2 separate regions of the Mus musculus genome follow, and region 1 is linked to region 2. Evidence: chromatin contacts called from public promoter capture Hi-C data. All regions are on one chromosome and are shown on one strand. Each heading gives the region's core, a stretch centred on a gene start, on an enhancer-like site or on the middle of the called end of the contact. The rest is flanking DNA. Distances are from core to core; before and after follow the strand shown.

Evidence for each region. Promoter capture Hi-C pulls out the DNA fragments that hold promoters and counts their contacts.
Region 1: a contact with region 2 is called in a promoter capture Hi-C map of liver, with 2.2 times the contacts expected there. The contact joins the promoter of Spint2 here to the promoter of Zfp60 in region 2. A contact is called at or near these places in 2 of 39 promoter capture datasets (both in liver).

Annotation. Positions count from the first base shown.
Region 1 is chr7:29,279,816-29,284,081 of GRCm38.p6, reverse strand. It overlaps Spint2 (serine protease inhibitor, Kunitz type 2), which reads left to right and starts at 2,105. Exons shown (of 7, transcript NM_011464.2): 1 at 2,105-2,570. The coding sequence starts at 2,465. Gm45977 (a long non-coding RNA gene) reads left to right here. Exons shown (of 4, transcript XR_003946629.1): 4 at 64-362.
Region 2 is chr7:27,728,701-27,732,990 of GRCm38.p6, reverse strand. Zfp60 (zinc finger protein 60) reads right to left here and starts at 1,582. Exons shown (of 5, transcript NM_029531.2): 1 at 1,521-1,582.

The DNA.
Region 1 (4,266 bases), core at 856-3,355, 1.6 Mb before region 2:
CACCCTCCAGAGTTTAGGTTTAGTGTTTGTTTTGTTTTGTAATGTCTTTTTTCTGTTGCTTAGCAGGGTCTCATGAATCCCGGACTGGTCTGAGTTTGCTATGCTGACTATAAATTTGAACTCTTGCTTTGGGTCCTCTGGCTTTCAGCTCCTGAGTGCTGGGATTACAGGCATCTGCCAAGAAGGTTGGCTTTGTGATGCCAAGGTTGGTTTGTGTGATGCTGAGAATCAAACTCAGGGCTTCCTGCCTGCTAGGTGAGTGCTCTAGCAAGTGAATTACACCCCACACCTGGTGGTTTTCTTTTTGCTTTTTGTTCTTCAGGGTAGGGGTTGGTGCTTGTTACTGGGGTTGGCTATGAGCTATCCCAGTTCTGTTTCCACATCCAGAGTGCTGGGAGTACAGGCTTGCGCAACCAGGCCTACTTTGTTTACCGTAATAAGGACGTTATTTTCTTTTTCTTTTCTTTTTTAAAAAAAGATTTATTGGGGCTGGTGAGATTGCTCAGTGGGTAAGAGCACCCGACTGCCCTTCCAGAGGTCCTGGGTTAAATTCCCAGCAACCACATGGTGGCTCACAACCATCCATAACGAGATCTGACGCCCTCTTCTGGAGTATCTGAAGACGGCTACTCGTTTTGGATGGTTGTGAGCCACCATGTGGTTGCTGGGAATTGAACTCAGGACCTCTGGAAGAGCAGTCAGTTCCTTTTTTTTTTTTTTTTTTTGATTTATTTATTATTGTATGAAGTATACTGTAGTTGTCTTTAGACACCAGAAGAGGGTGACAGATCTTATTATAGATGGTTGTGAGCCACCATGTGGTTGCTGGGATTTGAACTCAGGACCTTCAGAAGAGCAGTCAGTGCTCTTAACCGCTGAGCCATCTCTCCAGCCCTATTTTATTTTTCTTAAACACATTTATTTGTGTGTGTGTGTGTGTGTGTGTGTGTGTCTGTGTGTGTGTGTGTGTCTGTGTGTGTGTGTCTGTGTTCGTGTGGTCTGGCAGGTGCCATGGCTACAGTGTGGAGGTCAGAGAACTTCAGGAAGCCAGTTCTCTTCTTCCACCGTGTTTGCACCAGGAATCTCCTGGCCGCCTGGGCCCCGGAGAGAAGCAGCGAAGCTAACAAGGCGTGGAGCACCCGGGCACGCCAGGCCTCCAGCCGTTGGGGGGTGGTGGTGGGGGGTGACCTTGCGAGCAGGTGCGAATCTGGTCATCAGGTTTGGTGGCAGTTGTATTTACTTAGCCACTTTGCCAGCCCAAGAGCAGTATTTTCAATGATAACGAGATCATTAATTCTTCTGCTAACGGCCTTCTACTTCCTCTGTCAGCCCTCCTCCATTCATCCAGTTTAAATGGAGCTTCTTTCCAGAAGCCCACCCTGGTTCTGTGGTAGTGGTTTGTAAGTCTCCTTTGGGTGTTGTACCTAGTCCAGTCCCCGTGTCCCTCCCCCTTTCAGGTCTGTTCATCCTTTGCAAGCTTCTGATCGTCACCCTAACACCTCTATATATTTGTATTTGTCTTCCTGTACGGGGTCCAGAGAAACCTGCAGTTTTAAGGACTTGTCACCTCTTTCCAGACAGTGCCCTGCCTAACTGGCAGTCGCACTGAATAGGAAACTGGGCTCTGATCATGCCCTGATTTTCACTGTCCCAACCCCTGCTCACTCAACTGTAGGATTTCACCATCACATTCCTGATCACTCTTCCCTCTGCTTCCGCATCACTACTACGGGCTGATCCTGTTTGACGACACACAGGCCAAGCTGGCCTGGCCACTGCTCAATCCGGGACATTTGTTTATGGCACAGAGAACGAGGAATTTAGGCAGGATATATCTCTCACACCTAAAGGAACGCTAAAGCAGAGCGGGCAGACAGCCACAGGTTTCCGAAAAGTTTCTCTCGCCATAGTCACAGCGCAAGCACGAAGGCGCAAGGACGTCGTGGCCAACAGACCCACGCCTCCCGCAAGGTCCGGCTGGGGCGGGGTCAATGCCAACCACGCCTCCTCCCAGGAGCCGGGGGCGGTGCCAGGTGCAGGCCGCAGAGCCAGGTGCGGGGCCCTCCGCGCTTGCGCCGCATCTGCCCCGCCCCGCCAGGTGCGCCCCACCCCCAGCCTGGGTGCCACCTTCTCTTGTGTCCCTGCGTCCGCCATTCGCCGTAGTACTCCTCGGACGGGTGGAGGCTTTCACAGTCTGGGGAAGAGTCGCAGAGTGTTGCCGCGCGAGTCCAGGGACCGTGTTGGGAGGCAACTAAGGCGTCGCACGCGCCAAAAGCCAGAAAAAAGGGCTTCCGGGGACCCGGGCGCCTCGAAGTCCTACTCCGGGGCGAAGCCGCACCTGAGCCCGCGGACCTGCAGTGCGCGTGCGCGGCCGTGGGCTTTCCCGCACCTGCTCGCGAGACCCCACCCCCACACCCCAACGGCCGGCGGCTCGAGGCCTGGCGCGCGGCGCTGGCAGCAGGTCATGGCGCAGCTTTGTGAGCTGCGGCGGGGCCGGGCGCTCCTCGCCTTGGTAGCTTCGCTGCTCCTCTCCGGGGCCCAGGTGGCCAGCCGAGAACTAGACGTCCACGGTGAGGGCCAGGCGGGGGATCCGGGAGCAGGGGATAGAGGAGGCCGCAGCGAAAGTGGGGGTACTCGGTGCGCAGAGTGATCGCAGGCTCCTTGGGGTTGGGGAGGATGGGCGGTGGAGCCAGACCTGCAGGTGGCGGGCTAGGAAGGGTAGGAGCCTCGCGAGCGCGGGGGCGTAAGGGTTAGCAAAGTGTCCCTTCCAGAAGGAAGGAGGAAGGGAGGGAGATGAGGTGTATTGACCCAGGAAGGCGTGGCACTGGAAGTGGGTGAGGAGCTCAACGAAGCGGAAATTGCTTGGCCAAAGAAAGCCCGGGGTGGGGACGGGGACTTGGGGTGGGGGTGGGGGGCGCATTCAAGCCTCAGAGGTGGAAATTTGTTCGGGAGACCTGTTGGCCGCTTTGGGTACAGGGAAAACGCACTTCGGACACCTGTTGATATCACATATGGCAACAGCCCCATGATCTCCCGAGGAAGAAGAGAAGCAGCGGTTGGTAGAAGGGAGGAGCTTTGCCAAGGTGCCTGCCAATGCAGGAACGTCTGTTCTCCGAGTGTAGTATTGGCACCCAGCAGCTGGGGTTTGCGTCTTTAGGAGTCGTTACAACTTTTAACTGCTTCAGACAACCACTAGCCAGCTTTGAAAAGATCTCTTTTGAAAGAATTCATTGATTGAGCAAACTTAATTGAGTCCCCGCTGAGGGTCTGTAAGAATGGTGGTCGTGGCTGACTCAAGACTAGACAGGTTCCTGAATTCGCAGAGCTTGGATTCCAGTGGGAGCGAACACTTAACGTGCAGAGTACTCGCCAAAGATTAAATGACTAGCGGTGACTAGAAGACAGCGGGATAAGAACAGTGATAGAAGATGGTGAAGGGTACTTAACTCAGGAAGTACTCTAAGGAGGGTGGCACCTATCCTAACAATTGAATGAGTAGGTGGCAGCCATACTAAGACCTTGGGACCAGTGTCCCAGGTAGTGGGAGGGAGTAGTGAGGGTCTAGAGTAAAATTGATTGTGATCAAGGAAAAGACCCCACCCCCACCCCAAGGCTGGAACAGAAGTCAGGAAGGGGAGAAGTGGACACAGCCACGAGGCCCAAGTCCTTAGTGGGCAACCTATTTGGTGAAAGAGAAAGCAGGGAGTGTGGTAGCTTCTGAGGAATGGTCTATTCCTGTGTCTAAGACTAGGGCAACAACAAGAGTTATGGAGAATGCCACAGGCCGGTGGGAGAGGCTCAGCCCTGGTGATCCAGAGTCAGAAGTGCAGAGGTTGACCATTGTAGTATAGCCAGACTCCAGGTTGCCTTGTGTCTATAAGTTACCTGGCCTGTGGCTGTGGATATGGCTTTTCTAAGCTCTTGCGTTGTCTGAGCCTAGAACCGGCCTGATGTGGTGGTGACATCATAGGCCTTTGGAAGGTCACACAAAGTGATTGGCTAGGCCGTGTCCTTCTGAACGGACTAGACTTACCGACCTTTTTGAAGTACGCCGGCCTTCAGGCTGGTGAACTGCTGCCCTCACTTATATCAAGGGCTCTTTGTTTGAAAGCTTCAACAGCTTTGTCAGAGGCACCAGTTTTGATAGGTTTTGGGTTTTTTTTTTTTTTTTTTGGGTTGGATGGGTGTCTGGTTTTTCTCAGCAAACAAAGGCATGTCTCTGGCACATTCTAGCTGTATAGTGCTACCAAAGGAAGTGGAGGAACT
Region 2 (4,290 bases), core at 333-2,832:
GATCAAGGGCTACAGAATTCCAGCTACCGGACAGAAGCTCAGAGATGTGTCATGAAACATGGACTTCGATGGATGGTTTTGAAAAGACAGAGAGGGTGGACATTAAGTGTACTCACTCCAAAAATGTGAGTTAGATTAAGTCATCCCAAAGGACATAAATACGGTACAGATTTACACAATACAAACAGTTCGTCGCAACATTTGGAAAAACACTCTGCTCTATGGTATATTCACCTTCCTTGTTTTTGAAATAGGTTCTCACTGTGTAGGCCAGCTGGCCTGAAACGTGTTATGGGGATCAAGCTGCTACAGAATTCACATTGCCCTTCCTGCTTCTTTCTGCCTCGTTGTACCCCACAAAGCCTAGCTTTTCTGTTTGAGTGGCTTTCTTAAACATCCACCAGCAATCGCATTGTTTCTCACACTCCCTTGTCCTGCAGAACACTGAGTGGAATGAACCCAAGATGGCCTCACAGAGCAACAACTAAAGCACACCAGGCCCTTAGGATATGGCGGCACTGCACTAACAGGCTTCACCACAGGCATCCTAAGGTTCCTGACAGGCCTGGAGAGCCTGAGGGGACAGAACCAAGACTCCAACCCAGATGGAGGGGAGGGGAGGGGAGGGGGAGAGAGCCTACCACTTTCCCAATCTCAAAATCTACTAGAAAACAAAAACCTCCACTCTTCCGCTGCTTTGAAATGAAGACCTGTAAGAAGATCTAAGGCCATCTGACGTGTGACACCATCCAAATAGAAATCGATTTAGCACATCGGAGTTTGAAAGCCCTTTTGTTAACCTCTGTCGGTTCCTATCTATAACATGGTCGGTGAGGTGGGGGGAGTGATTGTAGACAGAAGATGTCAAGGGTCATTGAAACGATAATGTGAATACTAACTGGAAAGGGGAGGGACAATGTAAGGGACACAATGATGGCGGTATCAATTTACACGTTCCTTCTTCATTTACTGACAATTCCATATTCTAAACATAAAACCCTCATTTCTCGCACAGAGAGAAAGCGCAAACTCGCCCTTGAGCCTTCGGTGGGTAGCAACAACGATCTCACGCTCCTCCAGCCCTCCTTTTGAATAATGGCCTGCGCAGGGAGCCTGAGTAAGCCTAGATTACATCTGAGTAAGCCTAGATTACATTTGAGAGCATCCCCAGTGAGCATTTCCCCTCTCTTCCCTCGACACTCACACGGCTAGAGCTCTGAGAAAAGGCCAGTAGGCCACCCTCGGAGGCACTTTCGGCCTCAAATGCTCGTCACAAAGCTCAATCTGAACCACAGGGAAAGCTTCCCTTCAGACTCCGCCCCTCACCTCTCCTCAGTGAAGCTTGGTCCTCTGCTGGTGGCCGCGAGAGAAAGCGACAAGCACGGTGATAATGCAAATAGCTCAAGGTGCGTACGCAGAGACGCGCGCGCGCACACACAGCACCGTCCCTAAACACTCACACACGCATCAACATCCATCCACCCCACCGTCCACACCCACACCCGGACTCCCGGCCTTACTCTGCAGAGACCGAAGACACAAAGCAATTCCCTACTCAGACCAGAAAGACCCGACCGTCCGCTATAGCGCCGCCAGGGCACCGGAAGTTGCTTTACTTCCGCCGCGGTAGCCCCTGGGAAATGTAGTGCCGAGTGCTCAACTCGATGAAGCCTAGCGGTCTGTAGTTCAGAGAGATCACTGCACACAACTTAGGCCAGGCCATCTGAGAGCTATGCCAGTGGTTTGTGGGAGACGTCGTGTTCTGTCTCCCAGACCCCCCACCCCACCCCCGGACAGAATAGGAAGCGTGATCAAATCCGGATATAACTGGCGTGGTTACACTTTGCACCAAGAGGGATTCCACCTGCTGTGCTCTAGTAGGGACTATGGTAGATTGGAAGACACTGAACTAAAGAATTGGTTGGTTTTAAACGTGGTAGTTTATATCAGCGATTTCAGACAGCCAGATGTTCAGAGAGTCAGTGTCCCTGTTATCTAGATAGGAAAACGTGAGTGAGGACTAGTTGGATAAATATCAACAGAACTGCGCCCATTTTGAAAGGTGAATGACTAGCATGTGGAAGTATCTAAACAACCACCGACGTATGTAAACAACCACCGACGTATGCCTTGTTTATGTAGGGAAAACGTACTTAGTGTAACATGACATTGAAAGATCCTGACAGAATGTAAAAGGTCACACAAGCCCTGAAATTGGCAAGATAGATGTCACTGTTAGCAGAACTAGCTTCACTGATTTAGAAAAATAGAGGTGCACAATGCTCTGGCCACTCCTTGAACCCGTGTGTCTGCCAATGTTTTGACCGTTCCTTGAACCCATGTGTGTGCCCACTGATGAAGCCCATTGCCAGGTGTTTGTGATATTGGTTGCTGAAAAAGAGTCAGAAAATCTCCCCAGCAACAACAGCCCGGCCAATCTAGAGTTCCTACACCTGCACCAGACTCTTCCCTTGGACCCCTCCCATACCCATTTCTTGAGAATAAACATTGTTTAGATCTGGAAATCCCCTACTTCCCCCTTCTCCTTCCCCCCCTGAGGGCCTATAAAAACTGGGACCTCTTTCCCCTTGGGGTCGACTCCTCTACCCCTGCGTGGGATATGAGTCGTCCCCAGAGCTCTGGCTTTCCCCGAATAAAGCCTCATGTGGTTTGCATCAAGCTTGGTCTCTTGTGAGTTCTTGGGTGTCCGCTATTGTCCTGAGGCCTGAGCAAGGGGCTCCTCTCGGAGTCTTTCAACATGAGCTTTCAAAACCACATTTATTTATTATTTATATTTACACATATTTTTCCAGAACATGAGAGAAAACTAGTGTCAAGGTTAATGATAATCCTATTAGGACCACTAAACATATTAGACGCTTTGTAAATGATCTAAACGCCTACAGTATAGACAGATTAGATTTGAAATAAGTCAGTCTCAACCAGATGTTAACTACAGAAAATACGTTGATAAATACTCTAGCTGATTAAAAGTGACCATCCTCAGGCGGGCAGTGGTGGCACATGCCTTTAATACCAGATTTCTAAGAGTTCAAGGCCAGCCTGGTCTACAGAACCAGCAGTCTCTACACGAAGAAACCTTGTAACAAAAGACAAACAAAACAAAGTGACCATCCTCACAATAGTCAAAAGAAGAATTAGATTGATTTTAAAGTTGAGGCAGATTGGGGGACAAAGAACATTGCCATTGATGACAAAGTAGCAATTCATCAAATGAAGTTCAGTTTGTTTTGTTTTGTTTTGTTTTGTTTTCAAGACAGTTTCTCTGTGTAACAGCTCTGGCCATCCAGGAACTCACTTTGTAGACCACATTGGTTCATAATGGTTTGTGTGGCAAACCAAAAGACCTACAGTTTGTCCTGCCTGCAGAATGTTCTGGGACTAATAAGTGGAAACTTATGGTTTCTTTGAAAAATCAGTTGTGTAGGATGGTGATTGGCTGGGGCAAACACATGAAGGAGTGTTTTTCTGAAGCAGATACAGGTGAAAGGAGTTTTTGCTAAAGCAAGCACCCGAAAGGACATGTGATGAAGGATTCTTCCCTAGCAACACGCATGTATTGTCTCACCTTACACTGCATAGCTAAGCTCCATCTGTCATTACTCCATAGAGAGATACGCACCAAGACTCCTGGTGGTGTTCTGGCAGCTTCTTGCCACTTCCAAGGACTCAGGCCAATTAGCAGAGTGATGTCAGCTGATACAGACTCACTTCGAGTTTTGCTAAAACAGACTCATGTGCTAAGGAACATGGGTGTGAGGCAAGACCCGTGGAGGACGCATGATGTTTGGAGATGTTTGGACCCAACAGACAGTGACAGGGTCTTGCCCAGCTAGCTCTGCAATGCATTGTTGGTCTCTAGTCTTGACTGATCTTCAATTCTTTGAGAGAGGCACAACACAGACCTTCTCCTGGCACCCCTGTTGATCCTGGCTGCTCCTAGTGACTCAAAGAAACGACGATCAGCCAAGACTAAAGACCAACAATGCATTGCAGACCTGGCTGTTTCTGCTGATTCATGTTTGCTATGCCAACGCTGCTGAGCTGGACTGCTGGTGTATTCGTGGAGTGTTTGTGAGTGGATGGAGCTGCTGAGTGGCTGCTCCCGATTCCTGTAAACTGAACTACTGCTTTCCCGACAACAGAGATGGGATTTGCTCCAAAGAACAATTTATAAACAGGTCCACTTCTCCCACATTCCTAATCACCTTTCTTTTCTTTTTCAAGATTTATTATTATATCTAAGGACACTGTAGCTGTCTTCAGACA